2 separate regions of the Xenopus tropicalis genome follow, and region 2 is linked to region 1. The links are chromatin contacts, called in public Hi-C maps. All regions are on one chromosome and are shown on one strand. The core of a region is the stretch at or near the end of the contact, and the rest is flanking DNA. Distances in the headings are between cores, read along the strand shown. Region 1 holds the start of uggt1 (UDP-glucose:glycoprotein glucosyltransferase 1). Region 2 holds the start of fbxo25 (F-box protein 25).

Region 1 (5,629 bases), core at 2,116-4,615:
CTGGAATTTAATGGAGGAGGGCATACTTGCACCATAGTGACAGTTGTGCCATACTAAAGGTGATTCCACATGCCCATCACAGCAGCCAACAGAAGACAGTCACACATTTTGTCACCATTACCATTAGAGGGTAATTCTGAAAGGTGCGATGGGGTGATTAGTGCCGATTTGAATTTAGAAATGCAGAAACACACTAAAGTGCCCATACTGACTTGCATGTGAATTGCCTGCAAGCGCTTGGGTATAACACATGCTGGAATCATGGCTGTCTGCTTCTTCAAGCAACTATAGTCAACAAGCTCCCGCAGCTGATTCATACACAAGGCTATAGAGGCTTTTTGGTCGCTTCAGTGCTGCATTTTTAGGCTACTTAAAAATGTAGGACATGAATCACCCGACGACCACCCCTTTATTTGCCCTAAAGCCGCAGAAAGATTGGCAGCTGAATACACACAGTTTGGCAAATTTCTTTTTAGTTATGCACTTTTTTAAAAGTTCAAAAGGGAAACATAGCAGCATTATAAGCCCTCAGAAAGGTGGCTGGTGCTTTAAGCCTTGAGCCTTTACCCACACAAATGAGCTTCAGTCAAGAAAATCAACTGTCGGGGCTTATTCACCAGTGATGTGCACCTGATAATACAGAAAAACTGCAATACCAATAACACTGCTGGCTATAGGCTAAATGGCACAATACATATAGGTAATATAAAGGTACAACAGTGATTACAAAATGTGTGGTTTTCTCTAATCAATTTGCAAAATGGCTAATGTATTCTGTTATGTACAGTGTAATGCTGAATGCATATTCCAGGTATTAGTTGGACATGCCTTCAGCAGGGGCCACACACCGGCACATAAGCTTTTGTTGGCCTGTGCATGGCCATGTTAATGTCAGCAAACCATCTGTGACATTTTCCGGTAAGCAATGCCACTCCTTCTTGTGGCTGAGCAGACAAGCCCCTGCCAAGTTATCTACCCCTCAGCTCGTCAGTGGACATAAATGTTAACAATGAATCAATCTCTGTGAATTTTGTGTGGCAGAGTTCTGGCTGAGACAACGAGGCCCATGCACACATTTCAGTGACTATCTTATTCCTTACTAGTGCTTTCCAACATTTTCAGTGCAATGAGCCGGTGACATGATACACTATATATCTGAGCACCAGGTTATATTAAAATGATTATGCCTTACAAAAAAGTCTCTGGTTCAGTTACCCAGTGATTGTAATTACTTACCTGATACTCCAGGCTCGTGCTCCTATAAGCAGAAAACTGCACCAGACTGGGAAACATGCGAGGGAGTGATCCTCTTCCTCCTTCCCTCCGGTTGCACATGTGCAGTAGAGTAAAAAGCTGAACTTTAACAAACAACCGTTTTTTTCACGCTACTGCATGTGTACCGGCCCATGATTGTGAAGAAAGAAGATAGAAGGAAGAGGATCGCTCACGATCAGGTACCCCAGACGCACCAGCCCAAGGTATGAGGTAAGTGATTACAATCACTGGGGGGTGCCTAACATTTGGCCTTTTAATTTACCTTTACCATGATGTAACAATTGTCATTCTAAGACAATTTGCAAATGGTTTTCAATTTTTTCTTTTTTGGTTTTTAAGTTATTTAGCTTTTTGTTCAGCGGCTCTCCAGTTTGGTACTTCAACAGATATTAACAGGTCTTATTTATCCTAGCAACCAGCAAGTTGGTTGAATGAGAGTCAGGAATATGAATAGGAGAGGACCTGCATAGAAAGATAATAAAAGATAACAATAAAATTGTTGGGTTACAGGGTAATAGTTTTTGATTGCCGGGGCCAGTGCCCCCCATTTGAAAGCTAAAATGAGGCAGATGAGGAAGGCAAATAATTAAAAAACTATAAATAATGGAAACCAACTGCAAAGTAGCTAGGAATAAGTCATTCTATAACATACTAAAAGTTAACTTGAAGGTAAACCAACCCTTTAAGTCCTCGGCTATGCTGATAGATATATACAAGCCCACAAGCCTACATTTGGAAAGTTTGGTTGATCTGATGTCTCCCTTTTTAATAGGCAAACCCAAAGTGGCCACCTAATAAGAAACAGCAGAATACAGGGGTGCAATGACCTAACTAGTTATTTATATACAGGTCTCTAGCACAATGGAGGTTTTGATCAGCCCAGTAGGATGACAGCAGGTTATGCCTATAGCTTTGGTCACTGACCTGCAGTCAAATGTGAGGTTTAGTTGTACCATACAATTCAGACCATTAGATCAGAGTTTGAGCAAATCAGTCAATTGGTCCAACATAGCAGTGGATATCAAACAGAAAATGCAGAACAAGTTGTGATTCAACGCATGGGCTGCCTGCGAGTCAACGCATGGGCTGCCTGCGAGCCAACGCATGGGCTGCCTGCGAGCCAACGCATGGGCTGCCTGTGATCCAGCCAGGGCCGCTGCTGGCCAAATGGGTGCCCTAAGCAGAAATTTACTTTTGTGCCCCCTCCCCCAAATATTACGGAAGTAAAAATAAAATAAAAAAAAAAACAGCTACTATAGGGGCCCCACACACAGTGCCCCCAATTGCCCCCATAGACAATGCCCCCCTAGTAAGTGCCCCCAAGAGCCCCCATAGATTGATTGAACTATCCGGGACAGCGGGATGCGCTATAAAAACTGGCGAGACAGTGTTGGGGGGTATGTTATAATATATAAAAATGTTTTGGTTTTTTTTTGGAGCAGCTGGGATGGTGCCCCCCTGGGAGTTGGTGCCCTATGCAGACTAAGTACTCTGCTTATAGGGAGCGGCGGCCCTGGATCCAGCTGACTCAAGTATATCCCAGTTTCAATTGAATCAATTGAAAATCACCACTGTATGAGCCATTAAAGAGGCAGTATACCCTCTTGTTCAACATGAGTGCAAGCAGTAGGGCATGTGCTGAACATACTACAACCCACCTGACAACCTTCTAAAATATTTGCTTTGCATGTGTATCTGTTTTCCTTCTACCATGTAAAGGGCCCCTGTTATCATGTAGGGAACCCTTGGCAACTGCCCTCCCTGCTGAACCCTACAAGCAGCCCTACATATCACCATTCTTGCCCCATGCAGTGCAACAAGCAGGCTGCACTAGAGGTGTGCCTATCTAAGCACATTAGGTACAAAAGCACAAGCTCAGTATAAAGCCAGATAACAGAGAATGCGCAAATTATTCTATTTCACTCTCCATCCTCTCTCCTTGTGGCCATTCAAAAGGCAAAATAAAAACAACACAAGATACTCACGAATACCGGCTCTTTCTTTCTAAAAAGCTCTGTCCCCCAACGCCACTTCCTCTTCCGCCCCTTTCCTGGAAATGAGCTTGCCCTGCCAGCGCAGCGGCGGCCATTTTGTCTAAGGGTCGCTGTGGGATGAGATTGCAGCAACAATCAGAATAAATTGTACTTCGCCTTGCTGTGTTTCACTGCAGATGGCAATGCTCGGGGGTAAAAGTTGGGGGAACGAATCGAATCAGTGAGTAAAAAACCAGGGGGATGTATGTTTAGGCGCCCTTAGTAAACATGGCGCAGGGAATGTATATTGGTGACTAAGCTTAGAAGAGAACGTAGGACGTGGGAAGGGGTGGGGCTAAATGAAAAGTTTGAGTTCAGGCGGACCTGAAGGGCTGGGAGTACATTTGTCTTGAGGAGATTAATTTAAGTTATTGTCTTGAGCAAGTGGTGCTGTCAATAACTGTATTTAGCCCAATTTGAAACGCCTTATGTCTCCCCAGTGACTCAAAAACCCACTCCCAAAATAAATAAATACACTTTTAAATCATGAAACTGGAGACTGGCATAGTTCATGGCCAAACGCCCCATGTCAACAGGGTAACCCCACCGGATGTTTTTGGAAAGTAACTATCTGGGTAACATGTTTTTATGCCAAACTATCAATCAGAAAATCTTTGCTAAATTTAGGAGATTTTATGTGTACTATATGCACCTAGCATTATGCTGACCCCCAAAAACCTAAAACAAATAATTTTATAAAAAGCATACTAACATTATATTGGAATTCTGTATTAATCAAATGTAAATGAGTGTAGAAGAGGCCAGAGATGACGGTGTTACTTGGGCACCTTAAACATACCGTAATATATGGGCAAACAAGCCCTGTTTGTGAGGGCAAGTTAAATTTGTTGGGTGCATTGGTTTGTAAAGGGCAAGTAGCCACACTGATAGACATGTCTCATATTGGGGGATGCTAGTAGAACTTTACCAACCTAAATTTGTGTAGGGACCCATAGGGTTAAAGCTCCCTATGGTCTTAGCCGTACACTTTATTATCTGCTGTTACTGAGCAGAATGTAATGTTTCAACTTTTGCATCTATTCATTTATTGGCCCTTAGCTGGGGTGACCACTTCCTGTAAGCTTCAATATAGTGTAATGCAGGGTGTGGGTACTTCCTCTTTGGCATTTCTATCACCAACAGAAGTTTGCACATTGAGCCTGGGATCTCAACTAGGCCCAGAAGCCTGTACCCCAGAGGAAGCCAATCCATCTAGTGATCATAAGTCAGGGACCCCGTGAGTGAGGTGAAGTTATCTGCAGGTTAGACTCTTGGTCCCTTGGACCGATTCGGCAGCTAATCGGCCCGTGTATGGGCAGAACAGAGCTGCCTGGCCAACCGATATCTGGCCTGAAATTGGCCAGATCTCGATCGGCCAGGTTAGAAAATCCGGTCGGATTGGGGACCACATCGGCTCATTGATGCGGTCCCCGAACCGACTGCCCCATAACCACAAATGTAATCCGATCATTTAGCCCCAGGGCCAAACGATCGGATTATTTTTTTTTTTAAGTTACTTGCTACCCGATATCGCCCACCTGTAGGTGGGATATCGGGCGAAGATCCGCTCGCTTGGCGACATCGCCAAGCGAGCGGATCTTATAGTGTATGGGCACCTTCAGTTCAGGGCTGAACCACCGTTGGCTGTAGGGATCCGTCCAGTAAAGGTAGACACCCTTGGGACTTCTGGCTATTATCCCACATCTGTCTCCACCGTGGTGCTACTCTGTTCTACTATTTTGCAACTGCATTTAACACTTGTGCCATTCTACCTCAAAGCTGTGAGTATTAACCCTGCATATGCTGTGTACCATCAATAAACCAAGTTCTAGTTAAATAGAAAAGCTCTGGCGTCCATAATTACATTATATACAATCTGTGGCAGTGGAGAGTTGTTGTAGTTCTGCAACATCTCATAAGTGCAAACCTTCCATTTTGCGAAGGCCCCGCCTGTGTCTTGGAGTCACATGTGGCCGTGCTCATACTTACTGGTCGGAATTGGCAAATACTGGCTAAGATAGGGTTACATTTGTAATGCTCACTTTCAGCGGAGGAAAAATAATGGCCTGGAGCTTAATTCATGGTTTGGGCTAGGTGACCTGGTTACAGCTAAATCTTTAAGGCTACGGTGTACATTGACATTCTTGATAATTCCATGTTACCTGCTTTGTGGCAAGAGTAAGGGAAAGGCTTATTTCTGTTTCAGCACAGTAATGACCCCATGCACAAAGCAAGCATTGCTGAGATGGGAGTGAGAGAACTTGACTGGCCTGCACAGAGCCCTCACCTCAACTCCTCTGATCCCCTGTGGGATGAACTGG
Region 2 (5,629 bases), core at 1,022-3,521, 160 kb after region 1:
GGAGCTACACACATGGACCATAGTATAACACAATCAGGTTGCAGGGTGCATTGTACTTACAAGTGAAGGTTGAAATTGTCATCTCTCTCATAATCACAGTAGAAGTCACACCTTTTCCATCCATCATCAGTTTTCATCCAGCTCCAGCCTGGAGAGCGCCAGTCCTGACCCAGGAATGGCATGGCTTTAATTCTGCAAAATGGAACAGATGCAACATTAAAATACATGCCAAGTCTCACAGTTATTGGCAGATATTGGCCGAGTGTGCCTGCACCCAAGCGGATACAATGCTTCTGGGTGCAGGCACAACAAGAAGTTTTTTTAAATGTTTGGGCGGATTGTCAGCCTGCACCTATACTCAGGTAGACAATGCGCCTCATTGGGGCCTTACCCTAAAGTAGCACCTTCCTAGCTACATATTGATCATACAGGTTGTATATTGTACAAATCTACTGATATTAAGTTTTAGGCTAATGCCTCACAGAGAGATTAGTCACCCACGATAAATCAGGACCGCCATCAGTTTTCTAGGTAGTTTTTGCAGGAGATACCTAAATTGCGTACGTTTTGGCATAACTTTATATGTAACTTAAGCAATTTGCGTAGCTTTCGTGGCACAACTGGGCCCCCTAATGGAGGAAGCTTTCATGGGACTCGGCACAACACTACCCCCTCTCCCCCCCATGATGGCGGCCCTGACACTGGGTGATTAATCTCTCCAAAATGCCTTTTCACCAGCAACAAAATGAATTCCAGTAGAAACGCATATGCATTGCTTCGTTTTACAGTCGCACAAAGTCTCCTGCAGGAGAAAACTTTTGCACAACTTCGGAAAGACAAAGCTATGCATTTGCCTTTGCGGCGATTCACTTTGTTGCCGGTGGAAAGGTATTTCCGAGAGATTATTCACCTGCGGTAGCAGAGATTTATCGTTAGCGACTAATCTCTCCAAGGGGCATTTGCCTTAATGTGGGTCTGATGGTGCATCTGGGTGATGACAAGCCCTTCAGCTCTATAGCTTAGTGGGTGCCCTGATGCCTACAAAGATTAAGGGACCTTATGAGGTCCCTGAGGGCCGGCACACATGTAAAATGCAGAAATGTCATAGGTACATACTGTATGTATACTTGAATGTCGCCTCTATCAAAAAGATTTGGTGCACAATGAGTAAGTTCTTAGAAGAAGTACTAGCACCCCTATAATTTTCCAAGGCAAGGGTTTGCTTATTGAGCCTGCAGGATGCCTTGGTACCTACAAACAATAAGGGACCTTACGAGGCTCCTTAAAAATAAACACTGCAATTCATGCCCCTGCCTTGAGAAGTGAAAGTCACTGATTAACAGCCAGTTGGAAGTGTATCAATTTCCTTATTTGATTAGTGGCGCACCCAACAAGTGCATCTGGCTACGGGAACTATGGACTCCTTTAGGTATATCTGTTGAGTAACAGCAGCTACTCGATACCCAAGCCCCCAACCCAAAATGTCCATGTATAAACACTTTTGAGGTAATAAAAGGCACTACAGTTGCCCAGGAGCAGTGACCCATAGCAGCCAATCAGCAGGTAGCATTTACAGGTCACCTGTTTACATCTTACTGGTTGCTAAGTGTTACTGCTCCTTAGTGCCTTCTATTACTTATGGGGGTTTATGGGAATGTAATAAAGTGCTCAAGTTCTGCTGATCTGCAGTAACCCATAGAAGCCTTTGCTTTAGGACAGGTGACCAGAAAATGCTCACTGCTGATTGGTTGCTAAAGGTGACTCAGCCTAGAACAAACTTTGCCCCATGTATTACATAACCCCTTGGTATTATGTTGTTGAGTAGGAAGAAAAGGTGATATATATTATATACAAGACTGAAAGTGACTATATATCTATATTGCCATGCCGTTATACCTGGGTGTATAACCCTACCCTCCCTGCCCCAGGGCAAACTGCAGGGTGGAGAGAGGTAACACAGGGCACATTTGCAGCAGTGCAGTAAACCAAAGCAGCCAGTTACTGTGTAGCTTCATGTACAAAATACAGTGATGGGTTACTGTCCGGCTGCGAATGAGTTCAGTGTTAGAGAACAAGCCCCACAGTACATAGGGAAAGCTCCTCTGGAACCTGTTGCTGCTCTGCAACTTTCACTGTAGGCCGCCAGCAGCTGTCTGGGCCCCGGGAGTCCTACCCAACAAACGAGGCGGAAGCTCACACAAACCTGTCTCTTTCCCTCTCGCTACATCGGAGCAGGTCGGATCCCGTTAGCGGAAGCAGCTGTCTCTTTTCGCTTTATTGTGGTTACGGTGAAACCCCCAGCAACCCGCCCTCGGCGCTCCGTGATTGGCTACAATAAGGAGGTCCCCGCCCAAACGAACCTGCTATGCCTGCCTGCGATTGGATAAAGAACAAAAACATGACGGCCTGTCAGGCTACGTCACGCCGACCACGTGTTGTTGTTGTTGTTGTTGGGTCGGGTTATGGGTTCCAGTTAACTGTTTCAGTACCTGAAAGGCGCTAGTAACGCGAATAACTTCCTTGTATGTCACAAACACGAATGAAATGGGACATAGGCTTCTTGGTGAAGAGAAGGCTTCATTGTGTGGGAGTTATAGAGCCAGTCTGGGCCTTTATAGTTATAGAGCCAGTCTGGGCCTTTATAGTTATAGAGCCAGTCTGGGCCTTTATAGTTATAGAGCCAGTCTGGGCCTTTATAGTTATAGAGCCAGTCTGGGCCTTTATAGTTATAGAGCCAGTCTGGGCCTTTATAGTTACTTCTCTCAGGTTAAGGTCCGGCCTTCTGGTCCCTGAGGCCTTTTTGTCAGCTACAAAATCTGATTCTCATCAATGCTGTAAAGTGAAATCTCATCAGAAAATGTTGGGGAGTTCTTCTTTCCTGGGTTTGCCTGGGTTTTCCAGTGTCTCATTATTAATAATAGATTGCATTGGGGTTAATACAATAATAAAGGCAAAGTACAACTGCACATAGGGTTGCCATCTTTGTTGGGTTATAAACCTTGACAAAGGGGAGGCGAGTGGTGGGGCGTGTCACGCCAACATGGCGCAAACCATCTACATCTCCCGGTCAAAATCGGACAGGTGTCAACCCTAATTACCCAAAGAATAACCTATTTATTAATACTGGAGACAAACAATACTGGTGATGTTGCCCATAGCAACCAATCAGCAATTAGATTTCAACAGTCACCTACAAGTTAGAAAACAAAAGCAAAGATCTGATTGGTTGTTATGGGCAACATTACCGGCGGTTTGTGTCCAATGTTAATAACTAGTAAAGAGACAGGAGGAAGGAGGTAAACTTGCCCAGTAGAGCTTACAGTCTAAGATAGTTCTCAGCAATCATTAAAGGAAATATAGACACTGAAAACAAATTGATGCAATTTGCCCAGCTTGCTCTAATCAACACTTTTACAATTTAAATTCATTATTATTATTCAAGTTTTCAAGATATGAGCAATTTGTAAACTGCTAATAAATGAATGAGAAACAACAGCGCCACCTACTGATCATTTCATCCCACTGCCTATAGCTGGCTCCAAATCTCACTAGCTTCAGTCTCTAAGGTTTATGGCCCATGGGGAGATTAGTCTCCCAAGGTTAAATATCAGCTACTGCGGGCAACTGATCTCCCCGAAATGCCTTCCCATGGGCAATAAAGTGAATCGCTGTTGAAAAGGCATACGCAAAATCTCGGTCAGAGGCAGACCCCCTAGCTGATCCGACTGGCCACCTCAACCTCATCACTTCAACCCACCCCCCCATACGCGTGCACGAAGGAACGCACACACACGCAGGGACGCTGTATAGGGGGGAGCACGGCGCACAGTCACCGGGCCAGGTAAGAGGTCCCAGACTAGGGGTTGTCACAGAGGTACTTGCCTAGCGCCCTCTCACTGTTGTGCCCTAGACCATACCTCCCAACATTTGAAAAACAAAAAGAGGGACAAAAAGATTTGGGGCGTGCAGCGCGGCAATTTTTGGCCACGCCCACTTTTGTGACCACGCCCCAATTAACACACCCCATTTTTTTCTAAAAATACTCCTTTTATATAGTTGAAATGGCGGGATCAGATGCAAATGTGCTATACCCTCATACTGTACTACTAAGGAAGCCCACAGAGCCCCCCCATACACAGTGCCCTTCATACACAGAGCCCCCCCATATACAGTACCCCCCATACACAGTACCCTTTATATACAGTACCCTTTATACACAGAGCCCCCCCATACACAGTGCCCTTCATACACAGAGCCCCCCCATATACAGTACCCCCCATACACAGTACCCTTTATATACAGTACCCTTTATACACAGAGCCCCCCCATACACAGTGCCCCCCATACATAGTGCCCCCCCAAACACAGTGCCCCCCAAACACAGTGCCCCCCAAACACAGAGCCCCCCATACACAGAGGCCCCCCATACACAGAGCACCCCATACACAGAGCCCCCCATACACAGAGGCCCCCAAACACAGAGCCCCCATACGCGCTCCGACTCCTTCCGCTGCTTCTCTCCTGTGGCTCCTTCGCCAGCGGTCCCTGGCCCTTTTATAAGGTTGCGCCCCGTGTGTACGTGTGACGTCATTACGCACAGGCGCAACCTTATAAAAGGGCAAGGGACCGCCGGCGAAGGAGCCACAGGAGAGAAGCAGCGGAAGGAGTCGGAGCGCTCAGCTTAAGCCCTCTCATCCCGTTGTCACGGATCCTTCTATGAATGTCCTGCATTTCCGTAATCTATTACGAAAATGCGGGACATTCAGGGAACTATCCGGAACAGCGGGATGAGCTATAGAAAGCGGGACTGTCCCGCTTAAAGCGGGACAGTTGGGGGGTATGCCCTAGACAGGTGCCTCTTCTGCCAACCTCTAGTTCTGGCCCTGGTCTCTGTGCAGTTTTTTTTGCCTCACCCAGGGACCTTTATGTTAAAATAAAATATGTCCTCCTAGGGAGATTAGGGCTCATTTTTAGCCATAACCATAGGGCGGTCATGCAAAAATGGACATAATTATGCAAACTGCCAACATTTATTATAGTGACAGTGACACTAAAAAAATACTTTTCAAAATATGAATGTACACTAAGGGGCTGATTTACTTACCCACGAACGGGTCGAATGGAGTCCGATTGCGTTTTTTTCGTAATGATCGGTACTTTGCGATTTTTTCGTATGTTTTGCGAAAGAGGCCCAAACAACCCCCTACACAGGCCCAATAAATAGTTTTAACGCTACGAAAAATGCGCAACTCTTCGCGTAAGTTTTAACGCTACGAAAAATGCGCAACTTTTTACGCAACTTTCGTAATGGATACGAAAAACTCGCGTTTTTACGCAAAAATCGTATTGGTAACGAAAAATTCGTACAGAATCCGAAAAAATCGCAAAACATACGAAAAAGTCGCAAAATGTTCGTTTTCAAGTCGGAACTTTTCCAATTCGGGTCGGATTCGTGGGTTAGTAAATCAGCCCCTAAAAGTTCCCTATAGGTCATGTTGATCGTTTTTTACCGATAGGGCTGCTTTTGTAATTAATTGTTATTTGAAGTCCTTAAACCTGACTGTTTTACCAACCTGCCTGTCCCTTCTCAGCCTGTCAGTTACAGCTTCTTATGCTAACGGCCTCCTTC

What was found. Hi-C and Micro-C count contacts between places; a contact is called where the count stands out from the background.
Region 2: a Hi-C map of neurula embryo shows a contact between it and region 1, with 4 times the contacts expected there. The contact joins the promoter of fbxo25 here to the promoter of uggt1 in region 1. A contact is called at or near these places in 4 of 5 Hi-C or Micro-C datasets (gastrula embryo, liver, neurula embryo and 1 more).

Annotation. Positions count from the first base shown.
Region 1 is chr5:133,321,673-133,327,301 of UCB_Xtro_10.0, forward strand. It overlaps uggt1 (UDP-glucose:glycoprotein glucosyltransferase 1), which reads right to left and starts at 3,366. Exons shown (of 41, transcript XM_002936298.5): 1 at 3,261-3,366.
Region 2 is chr5:133,482,009-133,487,637 of UCB_Xtro_10.0, forward strand. fbxo25 (F-box protein 25) reads right to left here and starts at 2,272. Exons shown (of 10, transcript NM_001030531.1): 1 at 2,204-2,272; 2 at 61-192. The coding sequence starts at 182.